Regions from separate parts of the Sus scrofa genome. Here regions 1 and 3 are each linked to region 2. The links are chromatin contacts, called in public HiChIP or PLAC-seq maps. All regions are on one chromosome and are shown on one strand. The core of a region is the stretch at or near the end of the contact, and the rest is flanking DNA. Distances in the headings are between cores, read along the strand shown.

Region 1 (4,625 bases), core at 1,292-3,791, 100 kb after region 2:
TGTAGGCCGCAGATGAGGCTCATATCTTGCATTGCTGTGGCTATGGCACAGGCCAGTGGCTACAGCTCCAATTTGACCTCTAGCCTGGGGACTTCCATATGCTGTAGTGCTGCCCTAAAAAGACCCCCCCCCCAAAATTGAACTATAGGTGACTTACAATGTTGTTAGTTTCAGGTGTACAGCAAAGTGATTCAGCTATATATATATATATATTATTCTTGTGCACAGCCTATAAACTTAGCACTCTCTGCATCTCCACTTGGCATTAGCTATTATTTCCCCCCATGTCAAGATTAAGCTAGTAGCCAAGAGATGTAGTGCCAGCCTTAAACTGTTGCACAGCATCTCAGCTCATCTTTATGGCACCCTGGATTTGCCTACACACTTCAAGATCCCATCTGAATTTCCTAGTGTCTAAACCACTGTGGATTCTAGAGTGTGCATGTTTATATTCTGTTAAAGAGCTGTGTTAGCTCAGTTCTCTCTTTCCAAAGTAGCTTATTCTGATTAGCTTTGTCATCGTTTCGCCGCTCAGCATGGAAACAAAATGAAATTCCAGTTGGAGGGAGGGAGGGAGATGAAGCTGGCAATCTATTAAAGAAATAATAAATATCCACTGAATGTGGGAAAAAAATTAACATCAACATGCTGGTGGTTTTTCAGATTTTTTTTTTTTAGGGCCAAAGATGCGGCATATGGAAGTTCCCAGGCTAGGGGTCGAATTGGAGGTACAGCTGCTGGCCTACGCCACAGCCAGAGCAACAGAGGATCCAAGGTGCATCTGGGACCTACATCACAGCTCGTGGCAATGAGGGTTTCTTAACCCACTGAGTGAGGCCAGGGATCAAACCTGCATCCTCATGAACATTAGTTGGGTTCGTTTCCATTGAGCTGCAATGGGAACTCCTTCTATTTATTTATTTATTTAATGGCCACACCAAGGCATATGGAAGTTCCCAGGCTAGGGGTCAAATTGGAGCTGCAGCTGCTGGCCTACACCACAGCAACACCAGATCCATAACCCACTGAGCAGGGCTAGAGATCAAACCTCAGTCCGTATGGATACTAGTTGGGTTCATTACTGCTGAGCCACAACAGAAACGTCATAAGATTGTTTTCCATGTGATTCTGTTTCTGATTTGTAAATAGGTTCATTTGTATCATATTTTAGATTCCATATATAAGTGGTATCATATAATATTTGTCTTCCTCTGATTGACTTCACTTATGATCATCTCTAGGTCCATCCATATTGCTGCAAATGGCATTATTTCATTTTTATGGCTGAGTATATTCCATTGTGTATATGTGCCACATCTTCTTTATCCACTCCTCTGTCAATGGACATTTAGGTAGTTTCCATGTCTTGGCTATTGTAAATAGCGCTGCAATGAACACGGGGGTACATGTATCTTTTCAAACTAGAGTTTTCATCTTTTCTTGGATATATGCCCAGGAGTGGGATTGCTGGATCATATGGAAACTCTATTATTAGGTTTTTGTTTTTTGTTTTTTTTTTTTTTTTTTTTGGTTGTACCAGTGGCATGCAGAGGTTCCGGGGCCACGGATCAAACCCACACCACAGCAGTGACACCAGACCCTTAACCCAATAGGCTACCAGGGAACTCCTATTTTTTTGAGGAACCTCCATACCATTCTCCATAGTGGCTGCACCAATTTACATTCCCACCAACATTGTAGGAGGGTTCAACACTTAAGTTATTTTTTTTTAAAGTATCACTATGAACTCATATTGTTTAGCTATATGGTATGTCTTTATCCACAGCCAGCAATAGAAAATAACAATTGTGCTGGATGTTTTTAAACCTCCAAGGATTTAAAAATCCCCCCTACCTTTTTTTTTTAAGGGCCGCACCAGCGGCATATGGAGGTTCCAAGGCTAGGGATCAAATCGGAGCTGTAGCTGCCAGCCTATGCCACAGCAACGCCAGATCTGAGCTGCGTCTGCAACCTGCACCACAGCTCATAGCAGCACCAGATCTTTAACCCATTGAGCAAGGCCAGGGATCGTCCTCATGGATACTAGTCAGATTCGTTTCCGCTGAGCCACGATGGGAACGCCAGCATTATTCTTTTTGATGTGCAATTAGGATAAAAAAAAAAAAGTCAAAAAAGGCTGGGCTGGGGTGGGGGCAGTGATCGCAAAAAAAAGAAAAAAAAAAAAACAAGGTTAAGAAAACACTGATTTATACTGAACCAGTATCACTTCCTCATTAATTTACTTTTAAGGGAAGGAAAAAAAGATTGAAGCTGAACTAAAAGGTCACCTCACTATAAGCTGGAAAGGGGTCTAGTTTCTAGAAGCATCTCCAAAAATGGGAAGTTGAGTTTCCAGTGAACATTTCCACTGAGTGCCAATGAAGAAGAGGGACCTGGGGTGGGGGAGCGGGGCATGACAGGAAGTTTGGTGCCCCACGCATGGCTGGAAAAACCAGATGCCACTGGGTTCTGCAGTCTGCTCACAGGACGGCCGGCTGTCCCGCTCTGCGAGTGTAAACACCACGTGATGCTCTGCTGACGTGCGGGCTGCTGTCCCGGGGTAACCCTGGGGAGCCGGCACTTTCCTTCGCTGACTTGAGGAATGTCTGTCTGCTTGAAAATCTACGCTGGGATCTGAGGTTTCAGTTTCACCCATATAAATACTGCACTGGCCTAACCCTTCCTCGGTTCATCCAAACAAACCAGGCTGGTTTCTGAGAGCATTTCAAGAGGTGCTGGCCAGAGAGCGATGCCCTGCTAGCTGGGAAACGAGGGATGCAGGGGCTGAGGGAGAGGATCCTGTGGCAGCCCAGCATGACACTCCCCGAAATTCCCAAATTCCGGGAGGTTTGGGCATGTCTCTAAGGTTGTCAAGTAGGTTGTCAACCTGGGTTTGGTCTGAAACATCGAAGTTCAGAGGCAACATGGAAGGGCTTGTATGAAAGAATCTGGTGGTTCTCCCCCCCGCCCTGACCCCAGGATCCTTGACTCTTCCTTTTTTTTTTTTTTTTTTTTTTTTTTTTTTTTTTTGCTCTTTAGGGCTGCACCTGCCGTATATGGAACTTCCCAGGTTAGAGTCGAATCGGAGCTACAGCTGCTGGCCACAGCCACAGCCACAGCAACACAGGATCCACACCTGCAGCCTACACCACAGCTCATGGCAATGCTGGATCCCTGGCAAGGCCAGGGGTTGAACCTGCATCCTCATGGATACTAGTCGGATTCTGATGCACAACAGTGGGAACTCCTTACTCTTGCATTTTTAAGGTAGCGTCTTCCTTTGTTAACAGACTGCACAGGGTAGGAAAAGGGTTCTCCCCTCGGGAAGCACTGTGGACATTTAGGGCCCTGACATCCTCTGAGAGGTATCCTGGGCACTATACGGGGTGAAGCAGCCTCCTTGGCCCCATTCACCCAGTGCCCGGCTCCCCCCAAAATCATGATAACCGCAGATGTCCCCAGACATGGCTCAGGGTCCCTTGGAGGCCAGAGTGCCCAGGTGAGAACCCTATCTAGAAGAACTTGTGATACATGAACAAGCAACTGTCGTTTGTGGCTTGACCTTAAGGAATATCCGTGGCGCAGCTACTGAAAGGCTGGGCCAGGACTCCTTCTCCCCCGCATCAGGGCCCTAGGCAGGCCAGCCAAACCCTCCTGTAACTCGGGGGCTGCACAGTCAGTGCCCCATGGGGTACTTGCTACTGCAGCCATAGTTGGGTGAAGGCACAAAGGAACGGTGTAGAAAAAAAAGACATGGCAATGCTGGGGAGTCCAGCTGACACCCACGCAAGTCATCGACAACATCCTTTTCCTCATTTGTAATCTCATTGAGAAAGTTACATCTGCAACCTCCACAGGACTTAGAAAAACTTAAGCCAGAAGTTTAGAAAAACAAGTGACGAGTGAACTGAAATGTTGCCTCCGGGACAATGAAAAGGTGGAAACAGCATTTTGTTCCTTGAAATTCCAGGCCTTTCTAGTGCATTTAAAACAGGATGCAATTTGTAAAAATTCAGATTATTGAGTGGCCTGTGTTTAGGGGGTGGGTTACAACAGGTCTCATTATTTGAGCATCTGGTATCATGAATTCAATGGCCATGAGCTGGATCATGAGATACAACCTAAGAAAAGTTTTGTAAAATAAACCCACTGTTTTGCAAAGGCACTCACAGGGGATGCACCCAGAGCGAGAGGGGTAATGCCAAATGGAGCTTCCCCCATTCAGTCCCTGTTCTAGATGTTCTCATGGTGAAAAGCCACGCACTGTGTGATTATTGCTTCCCTTCTTTTTTTTTTTTTGGCCTCGCCTGTGGCATGTGAAAGTTCCCAGGCCAAGAACTGAACCCACACCACAGCAGAGACAATGCCAGATCCTTAAGCCACTAGGTCACCAGGGAACTCCTTAATTTTAACCATACAGCCCCTAAATGCAGGCTGTCCGTCTCTGTATGTAAGTGAAGGTACAGCAGAGTGTTCTGACACTGGAAGGAAAACAAGCTGTGTTTCTGGACTCACGAGGGACAGTCAGAATGTTCTGCCTTATCTTTTTTTTTATTAAAAAGATTTTAATCTTTTTAAAAAATCTAATAATTAGGGGAACACTTTCAAGGCAGCTAAGAACATCA
Region 2 (4,193 bases), core at 1,407-3,906:
CTCATGGATACTGGTTGGGTTTGTTATCACTGACCTACAATGGGACATCCAGATCATGTCTGTACTTAAAATCTTGACTTTTGTTCATCATGGGTGGGGAGTTCTTGACATACATTTCGGTTAAAAATTTTTGCAGGGGTGGAGTTCCCGTCGTGGCACAGTGGTTAACGAATCCGACTAGGAACCATGAGGTTGCGGGTTTGTTCCCTGATCTTGCTCAGTGGGTTAAGGATCCAGCGTTGCCGTAAGCTGTGATGTAGGTTGCACACGCGACTCGGATCCGTGTTGCTGTGGCTCTGGCGTAGGCCGGTGGCTACGGCTCCGATTAGACCCCTAGCCTGGGAATCTCCATATGCCGCGGAAGTGGCCCTAGAAAAGGCAAAAAGACAAAAAAAAAAAAAAAAATTTGCAGGGGCGAGCTCCTGTTGTGGCTCATTGGAGATGAAACTGACTAGTATCCATGGGGACACAGGTTCAATCCCTGGCTCCTCGCTGTGGATTAAGGATCCAGCATTGCCATGAGCTGTGGTGTAGGACTGAGGCTACAGCTCCCATTCGATCCCTAGCCTGGAACCTCCATATGCCGCAGGTGCAGCCCTAGAAAAACAAAAAATTAAAAAAAAACTTTTTTGGCTTCACTCACAGCATGCAGAAGTTCCTGGGCCAGGGATCGAAACTGTGCCACAGCAGCGACACAAGCCACTACAGTGACAATGCCAGATCCTTAACCTAAGGAATCACCAGGGAACTACTAAACTTTGAGTTCAGAATTGTTGCTCAGTGGTGGGTTGAAAACCTGACATAGTGTTCATGAGGATGCATGTTCAATCCCTGGCCTTGCTCAATGGCTTAGACCCAGTATTACCACAAGCTATGGCATAGGTCACAGATGTGGCTTGAATCCTGAGTTGCTGTGGCTGTGGCTTGGCCAGCAGCTGCAACCTCAACTGGACCCCTAGCCTGGGAACCTTCTTATGCTGCAGTTAAGGCCATAAAAAAAAAAATTAAGGCACAACATTGTAAATCAACTGCAATCAACTACATTATTTGCTTATTTGACGACTGAGTTTTGTAGCATTCCCTTAAAATTTGTGCCTGAGGTGGTGGATGCTTCACTCTCCTCACCATACAACCTGCCCTGGTTCCGATAAAACTTTGTGGACAAAAACAAGTAATGCAACACAACAATTACTGGAAACCACCCCTATGCCCAACAACAGGTGAATTGGATAAACTAAATATGGTCTATCCATGCAATATATTAGTCAGCATTAAATTAAAAGGAGGAAATTCTTTTTTTTTTTTTTTTTTGCTTTTTTTTTTTTTTTGAGGGCCGCACCCGTGGCATATGGAAGTCCCTAGGCTAGGGGTCGAATCAGTTACAGCTACTGGCCCGTGCCACAGCCACAGCAAGCCAGGATCTGAGGCTCATCTGCAACCTACACCACAGCTCATGGCAACACAGGATTGTAAACCCACTGAGCAAGGCCAGAGCTCGAACTTGCATCCTCTTGGATCCTAACCAGGTTCGTTAACCACTGAGCCACGAATGGAACTCCCAAAAGTAGGAAATTCTGACGTATACATGGATGAGACTTGAAGACATTATGTTCAATAAAATAAGTCAGACACAAGAGGATGAATACACTATGATCCCATCTATGGGAGGTTCCTTTTTTACTATTATTAAAGTATACTTGATTTACAACATCTCTTCAATTTCTGTTGTACAACAAAGTGACCCAATCACACACAGTTTCCTGTGCTGTGCAGTAGGAGCCCATTGCTGGTCCATTCCAAATTTAACAGTTTGCATACAAAAACCCTGAGTGCCCGTCCATCCCACTCTCTTCCTCCTCCCTAAAGGATAAAATTCATAGAGACAAAGTATAATGGTAGGTGACAGGAGCTGGTGGTAGCTCATGTTTAACTCCCAGGAGTTTATGTTGGGAATGATAGAAAATTTTGAGGTCTAGATCACGGTGATTGTGACACAGCATTGTGAATATATTTAACACCACCAAACAGTATGCTTACAAATGGTCAAAATGATATATAGCACGCATATTTTACCATAAAAAAAAAAAAACAACAGGGGGGGAGTTCCCGGTGTGATGCAGCAGAAACGACTCCAACTAAGAACCACGAGGTTGTCGGTTCCATCCCTCAGCCTCACTTTGTGGGTTAAGGATCCGGCATTGCCGTGAGCTGTGGTGGAGGTCGCAGACACTGCTCGGATCCTGCGTTGCTGTGGCGTAGGCCAGCAGCTGCAGCTCTGATTCAACTCCTAGCCTGGGAACTTCCATATGCCGCGGGTGTGGCCCTAAGAACAAAAACAAACGAAAAACAAAACTCGCAGCCCTGGGCAGTAGTTTACTTGATTTTTCAAAAAATTGCATCTATAAACTTATTAAATACATGTTGCACATATAAAATACTGTGTATACAAAATACTGCCGCTGTTACCTCAGTCCTCCTCCTCACCCGGCCCCCGCCGGTCTGTCCCTTCCGGCGCTGCGGGCCGCAGGGACCTCGTATGGCCGCCAGGTGGCGCCAACTCGCCTTACAGCGCCCAGAACATTTCGCGCCCCCACGGTGGGCGGCGCGGAGGCGGCGGGATGCGTCAGCTCGACCGCTGGCCGAGGAGCTGGGGGAACCGAGCGGCGGGGCAGAGACCAGACCCCAGGCTGGCGGGGGAGGGGGCGCAGCTGTGAGTCACCCGGGAGCCCCTGATCGACCGTGGGAGAAAGTCCTACGCGGGCCTGCCCGCCTGGCTCGTGAACTGCTTTCCCGGGGAGAGGGCGAGGCTGGCGGCAGTCCCAGAGTGCGGCCGTGCCTGGCGCACAAGTGTGGTTCCAGTACGAATTAACCCGTAGCTTGAGGGAGTGGAAGCCTCACGAAGCCTCAGTTTCCTCTTCTACATCATGCAGATAAGCATAGCCCTTGCTTCCTAGGTTCTTGGGGATTAAGAGATAAGGCAAGTGATAGGGGGAGCCTGATACACAGTACTCTCAATACACTCAGCGCCCTCTCCGGAGGGAGGAAGTAAAAGTGGCGAGCATCGCGGGAAGCGTGCCAAGGTGGCAGCACGCAACGCCTGCAAAAATGTTTTCCCTCGATCTCTCTCCGGCCTCTAATTCCCCCACTGTCAGGTGAGGCGCGGAGGTGCAAACAACCCAAAGTGAGGCGCCAGCAGGGGGCGCGGAACCTGCGAGGCGGAGCCACCTGCACCTCCCACGCTCGCCCCACCCTGAAACTCGCGGCGGGTGGGGAGGGGGCATCGCGTCTCGGTCCTAGGCTTTGCAACCCTTGCTTCTGGGTACCTCGAGGCGGCCTCTTACGACTACCAGGTCGTAACTGACTCTACGGAGTGCGTACTGTGTACCTCCCTATTAAAGTCAAGGCTTCCTGCAACCCAATGAGGACAGTGTGCATTGTCATAGGACAGGTGGGGACTCAGGCCGCCTTCGCAGCCCCCAACTTTGGAGACCTGGAGGCAGTCTCCCGCAACCATCACCGCTTGCTTGTTATTCGCTTACTGCGTACTCCTAATTTTATTTTGCACTCCTGCAACCCAAGGAGGCCAGCGCTGCATTCCCATTAGACAAGGGCCCAGAAAGTTAAGTCACCCTGGGTCTGGGGTCCCTGCAGCCTGGGGAGATCCCGGAAACCATCACTAGAAAGGATCAGGCTGCAAACAGTGCTCTCTCCCCATGCAAAACCCCAGCAGGACTTGGAAAGGTGCAGGCCGGGGACTCTCCGAGGACGGGGAGGGGATTCCAGGCCCCCCCGAAAGTCAGGGCCGCCTGGCGCGCTGGAAATCCCGCGCGCGCCCCGAAACGCGGCTCGGCTGCCGGGAAATCAGGAGAAAACTTCTGCTTTTTTTTTTTTCTGGCACTCAAACTCCCCGCTCCCCCCCTCGCGCCCTCCTCCCAGCTCTCGCCCCCACGTGGGGCGCCCCCGCACGGCGCCCCGCCCTCTTCCCACCGCCAGCCAACCGCGGCGCCTGTTTCTCTCGCCTTTGTTTTTCCTCCAATAGGAAGAGAAGACGGTCCACCGGGGCCACGCCCCTATTGTACAGTCTATAAGTGGCGGTGCCCGCGGCCGCGGGTTCAGATTATTGAAGCTGAGGACTCGCGCTGTTAGCGGTCGCTTCCTGGATTATTTTTTGCTGAGGTATTTGCAATCTTTTT
Region 3 (4,205 bases), core at 1,375-3,874, 120 kb after region 2:
CAACAGGGACGAGGGCAGGGCAGACAGAGAACCCCCTGGGGGGCCTGCTAATGTTATCTCGGGGTCTCTATCCCACGGCACCAACTCAGAGGCCTACTTGAGGTGATGGAGCAGGAGAGGTCACAGCCAAGACTGGTGATCAGAGCTCCCCATGGATGATGAGGGTGCTGGACCTGACTGCCGGCCTGTGCCCAGCCTGCCTCGCTGGTCAGGGGAGGATGGGAAGAAAAGCAGGCTGTAACTCGGAAGTTTGTGGTCAGCGTGAACCTCTCACACCTAACATATGCACTGTGGAAGCTTCTGTAGGTCACAACCCAACATGTTCAGGGTCAAGGCATCCAGGCCCGTCATCCTCAGCAGGGCAGTCCTCGAGACACGTTCCATTCCTTAATCACTCCACACATATTCTCCTAAATAAAGGTTTATTGGCATGCAGCCCTGAGCGGTAATTTACAAGGACAGCTCTAAGTCCTCTTGATGGAGGGTGTCCAGTCCACAAAGCCAAAAATAGTCCCTCTTTGGCCATTTCTGGAGAAAAGTTAGTGACCTCTGGACTGGACAACGCCTGACAGACCTAACATTCTAGGTCGGGGAGAGGAACACGTACACAGATAACTGCATGAAGCAGAGACGGTTTCACTCGGTGGCATCCAGGAGAAAAGGAAGGCTGTTCGGAAGGACTGGGGCTGTGGCACCCTCACTGGAAAGGGACGCGGGAGCACAGATCCTAAAGTGATGCGGGCCAGCAGTGCGAGTACTAGGGGGAGAGGAATCACATAGTGTGTCCTTCTGTGTCTGCTTCTCTGAGCATCGTGGTCTCGAGGTCCATCCACATGGTAGCGAGTGTCAGTAGCTCCTGCAACTGTCGGGGGCTGCGAAGATGTCTTTGGCGGTTGGCGGGGAGGGAATGGGTGGCCACGTCCAAAGCTGACCGGCCCTTGGGAGAATGGGGAGCGGGTATGGGGTGGCAGGGGCAGGTCGGGGGTGGCAGGCTAAGCAGGGACTTCACTGATCTGACGAAGCTTCTAAGGCTGCAGCTGAGCTGGCATTTCTTTCCTCCACGTGACACAGCCCTGACTCAGCCCTCCGAGCTGGCAGCCTGGAGGTGAGACCTGTGGACGCTCAGAGGGGTTTGTGGGAGCTGCCTGGGCTGGGCCCTGATGCCCTGTCCACCTCCCTCACCCCCCCACCTGGTGCTGACTGGAAACAGGCAGCTCCCCCAGAGCTCCTTCCTGGGAGTGGGCGTGAGCTTTCTGGAAGCCTTAGGCCGGTGGCCATGGAGCCAGCTGCTGACATCACAGAGCAAGGCTGTGGCTGTCAAGACCCCGGGGCAGGGGTTAAAGGGCTTTGAGGAAACCAGCACAGGGGATCAGGACCACATGTCTGAAGACAGTGCCCCATTCACACACAGGCAGTGATCCAGGGTCCCGTGCACCCCATCCGCTGCAGAGTGGACAGGGCCGCACCAGCCTTCTGACCTCATCCTGTGGACCTGAGACCAGAACCATGAGCTCCCCAGACCAGGAGTTCCGGGAGAGCTCCGAGCTGAGTCATCCCCCTGGCGGGGGGTGGGGGCGTCCTGGGTGCTGCATGGTGTTGAGCGGCTTCCCTGGCCCCACCCTCTTAGGGCCAGGAGCCCCCAAGTCGTGACCACCACAGATGTCCCCAGACATGGCCCAGTGTCCCCTGGGGCAGGGTCACGCCCGATGAGACCCCGGTCTTGGTCCAGTAATGGAAATGACTTTGGAAGCAGCAGCTCAGCCCCTGAGTCTGGACCCCTGTGGGCACAGGATGGGTTTGGGGGTGGAGTGTGGAGCCCACAGAGCTGCCGATTCCGGGCTGCTGCGTGTGGAAGCCGTCAGCATAGACGCTGAGGTTTGTTGCCCAATCCCTGGAAAGCACAGCTCCCAGCCCTCCATGTTTCACGGCCAAGAAATCCAGCAGAAGCCCGGGCAGTGTTCCTGGCACTGCGGCTGCAGCAGATCCCTGTGACACCAAGCTTGTTCCCAGGGGGTGCCGGGAAAGAGACCCAGCTGCCCGGTGCAGCTTCTGAAGCCCCTCCCCCTCAGAGGGCTGGACCTGAGGTGCTCTCACCCTGGGGGGGGGGAGTCTGGGGACATCTGTGGTCATCAGGACTGGGGGTACCCCAGCATCTAGGGCTTGGGGACCAGGGAGGCCACGCCACACTCCACAGTGCCCAGGATGGCCCCCCACAGACCGTGACCCGGCCCCAGCAAACACAGTGCCAAGGGGGAAACCCCGGGTTAATTATTAGAGAAAAGATTGAGTCTGATGCCTGCTTACACTAGACACAAGGACACATTCCTAGGGGTTAGACGGTACGAACCAGGATGACCCCAGACTATGCAGGTGGCCTCCTTTCTCTGCCACTCAGGTTGTGTATTCTGTCTGCACGTCAGGAACACGCTGGGGGCATGGGAGACAGAAGCCACAGTCCTTGTAGCCAGGGGGCAGGGAGGGCAGGGCTTGAAGGCCATCGACCCAGGCTCCAGCCCAGGCAGCCCATGCTTTCCCCAGGTCTGCACGCCCCTGGAGGCCGCCCTGCGAGCAGAATGATCTTTCCCAGATTTTCCTGGTCAGCCCGGCCCAGCTGAAGCGTGTGGAGTAAACAGGGATGGGCGCCAAGGACAGCGGCTTGGCCTTGCTGCAGGGGACACGCTCGGGGGCCAGGGCCCAGCCCAGAGTGCCCCCCCCCCAAACTTCTGGCCTCGACCTTGGAGCTGAGCCAGTGCCGGCCTCGGGCCCACCCTTGGTTTAATGCTCTGCTCTTGCTATCTAGAATCTCCTGGTAATTTTTGAACAAGAGGCCCGGGTTTTCATTTTGTACCAGGCCCTGAAGATTCTGTGGCTGATCCCACAACTGAAAGCGAGTTTCTGAGGCCTCCCAGCTCTGAGCACCATGTGGCCACCAATGCCCTGGGGGAGGCTCAGGATGGGGGTGCAGGAAACTGGGGAAACCCAATGTCACAGGTATTTGAATTTCCAAGCAGAAGAGTGATTTGGGGTCATACCTCCTGCGTCCAGCCTGGCTCTAAACCCAAGTGTCCAGTGTGAGCAGAGATCAGACACAATATTTTTTCTGAATAATTAACATAGGGTCTCCCCCTGGCACTGCTGACATCGGGACCGTGTCATTCTCTCTGGGGTCGGTCCTGGGCACTGTGGTGGGTGGAGCAGAACCCGCCGGCCCCCACCCACTCAATGCCAGACTCCCCCCCCCCGCCCCATCGTGACAACCACGGATGCCCCAGGCATGGCCCACTGTCCTCTGGGAGCAGAATGCCCCCTGGTTGAGACTGCTGGCCTAGCTGAGGGCCTGGGCATTTTCCAGGAGGCAGAGGTGACCCATGTAGGGACCAGACCCCATGTGCCACTTCAGCTCTGACTCTGCCTCAGGGACTGAGAGCCTGGGGCCTCCATGAGTCTGATCAAAAGCAAGAGAGCAGCCTGGACAGAGGGCCATTCTCCAGGACTCCTGGCCATCACAACTCACAACTGTCCATGCACTGCCCACCGATTCCCACCTCCAGCCCTGCAAGCCGCCACCTCCAGGAAGCCCTCAGAGCTCCCTCCTCACCAGCACCCTGCCTTCTGCCTCCAACGCTCCTTCCAATTCCTTAAGGTTGCCATGGACGTGGCCTCCTCCAAGACCTCCCTGGACCTCAGGCTCTCATCTCTTTGCTCAGCCCCGCCTCAGCACATTTCCTAATTTCTTCTTCTTGTGCTTCTCGTTTTCTTAGGTGTCTGTGCCAGCATTGTCCTCGGAAGCCGGGGCTTCACTCACTGATTCACCACTGTGTCTGGCACCTATGACCGTCCTTGGCCTGTGCTGGGCGCCAGGTCAGTGTTTTGATCGGCAGCCTGACCCACCACTCACTCTCCCGCCGCCTGGCTTCTCCACTTTCCCCCTCCTTCCCCTCCTCTGACTGAGGCCACAATGCTTGACTGTACAAGTTCTTTCCTTTAGTCCTTTTTTTTTTTCCCCCAACAAATGTGTACTTTGAAATAATCTGGGGTTTACAGAAAAGTTACAAAGACAGCAGGGAGAGTGCCACCTGCCCTTCCCCAACCACCCTTCCCTGGTCCATGTTTGTCACAGCTGGGAAAGTGATATGGGGACACCTTTTTCAGATTTCACCAGTTTTCCCCCAATGTCCTTTTTGGGCACCAGGATCCCCACACTT

The links. HiChIP or PLAC-seq counts read pairs in DNA pulled down with a chosen protein or histone mark.
Region 1: a contact with region 2 is called in an H3K27ac HiChIP or PLAC-seq map of skeletal muscle. The contact joins the enhancer-like site here to the promoter of GADD45B in region 2. A contact is called at or near these places in 2 of 5 promoter capture datasets (fetal skeletal muscle and liver), 13 of 47 Hi-C or Micro-C datasets (adipose tissue, alveolar macrophages, embryonic fibroblasts and 6 more) and 2 of 2 datasets of contacts at active chromatin or transcription factors (alveolar macrophages and skeletal muscle).
Region 3: an H3K27ac HiChIP or PLAC-seq map of skeletal muscle shows a contact between it and region 2, with 18 times the contacts expected there. The contact joins the enhancer-like site here to the promoter of GADD45B in region 2. A contact is called at or near these places in 5 of 5 promoter capture datasets (fetal liver, fetal skeletal muscle, liver and 1 more), 36 of 47 Hi-C or Micro-C datasets (adipose tissue, alveolar macrophages, blood and 17 more) and 2 of 2 datasets of contacts at active chromatin or transcription factors (alveolar macrophages and skeletal muscle).

What each region holds. Positions count from the first base shown.
Region 1 is chr2:76,008,282-76,012,906 of Sscrofa11.1, reverse strand. All of the region lies in intron 2 of GNG7 (guanine nucleotide-binding protein G(I)/G(S)/G(O) subunit gamma-7), which reads right to left. Among named protein-coding and RNA genes, the nearest start is that of GNG7, 81 kb to the right of the region's middle. Within about 2 kb of position 2,541, at least 55 of the 83 cell types and tissues checked have an H3K27ac peak or open chromatin away from gene starts, as enhancers often do. A contact at or near this core is called in adipose tissue, alveolar macrophages, embryonic fibroblasts and 5 more, where this site is marked.
Region 2 is chr2:76,109,921-76,114,113 of Sscrofa11.1, reverse strand. It overlaps GADD45B (growth arrest and DNA damage-inducible protein GADD45 beta), which reads left to right and starts at 2,656. Exons shown (of 5, transcript XM_005654701.2): 1 at 2,656-3,152; 2 at 4,040-4,193.
Region 3 is chr2:75,992,095-75,996,299 of Sscrofa11.1, reverse strand. The region is part of intron 2 of GNG7 (guanine nucleotide-binding protein G(I)/G(S)/G(O) subunit gamma-7); the gene reads right to left. Among named protein-coding and RNA genes, the nearest start is that of GNG7, 64 kb to the right of the region's middle. Within about 2 kb of position 2,624, at least 34 of the 83 cell types and tissues checked have an H3K27ac peak or open chromatin away from gene starts, as enhancers often do. A contact at or near this core is called in adipose tissue, fetal liver, liver and 6 more, where this site is marked.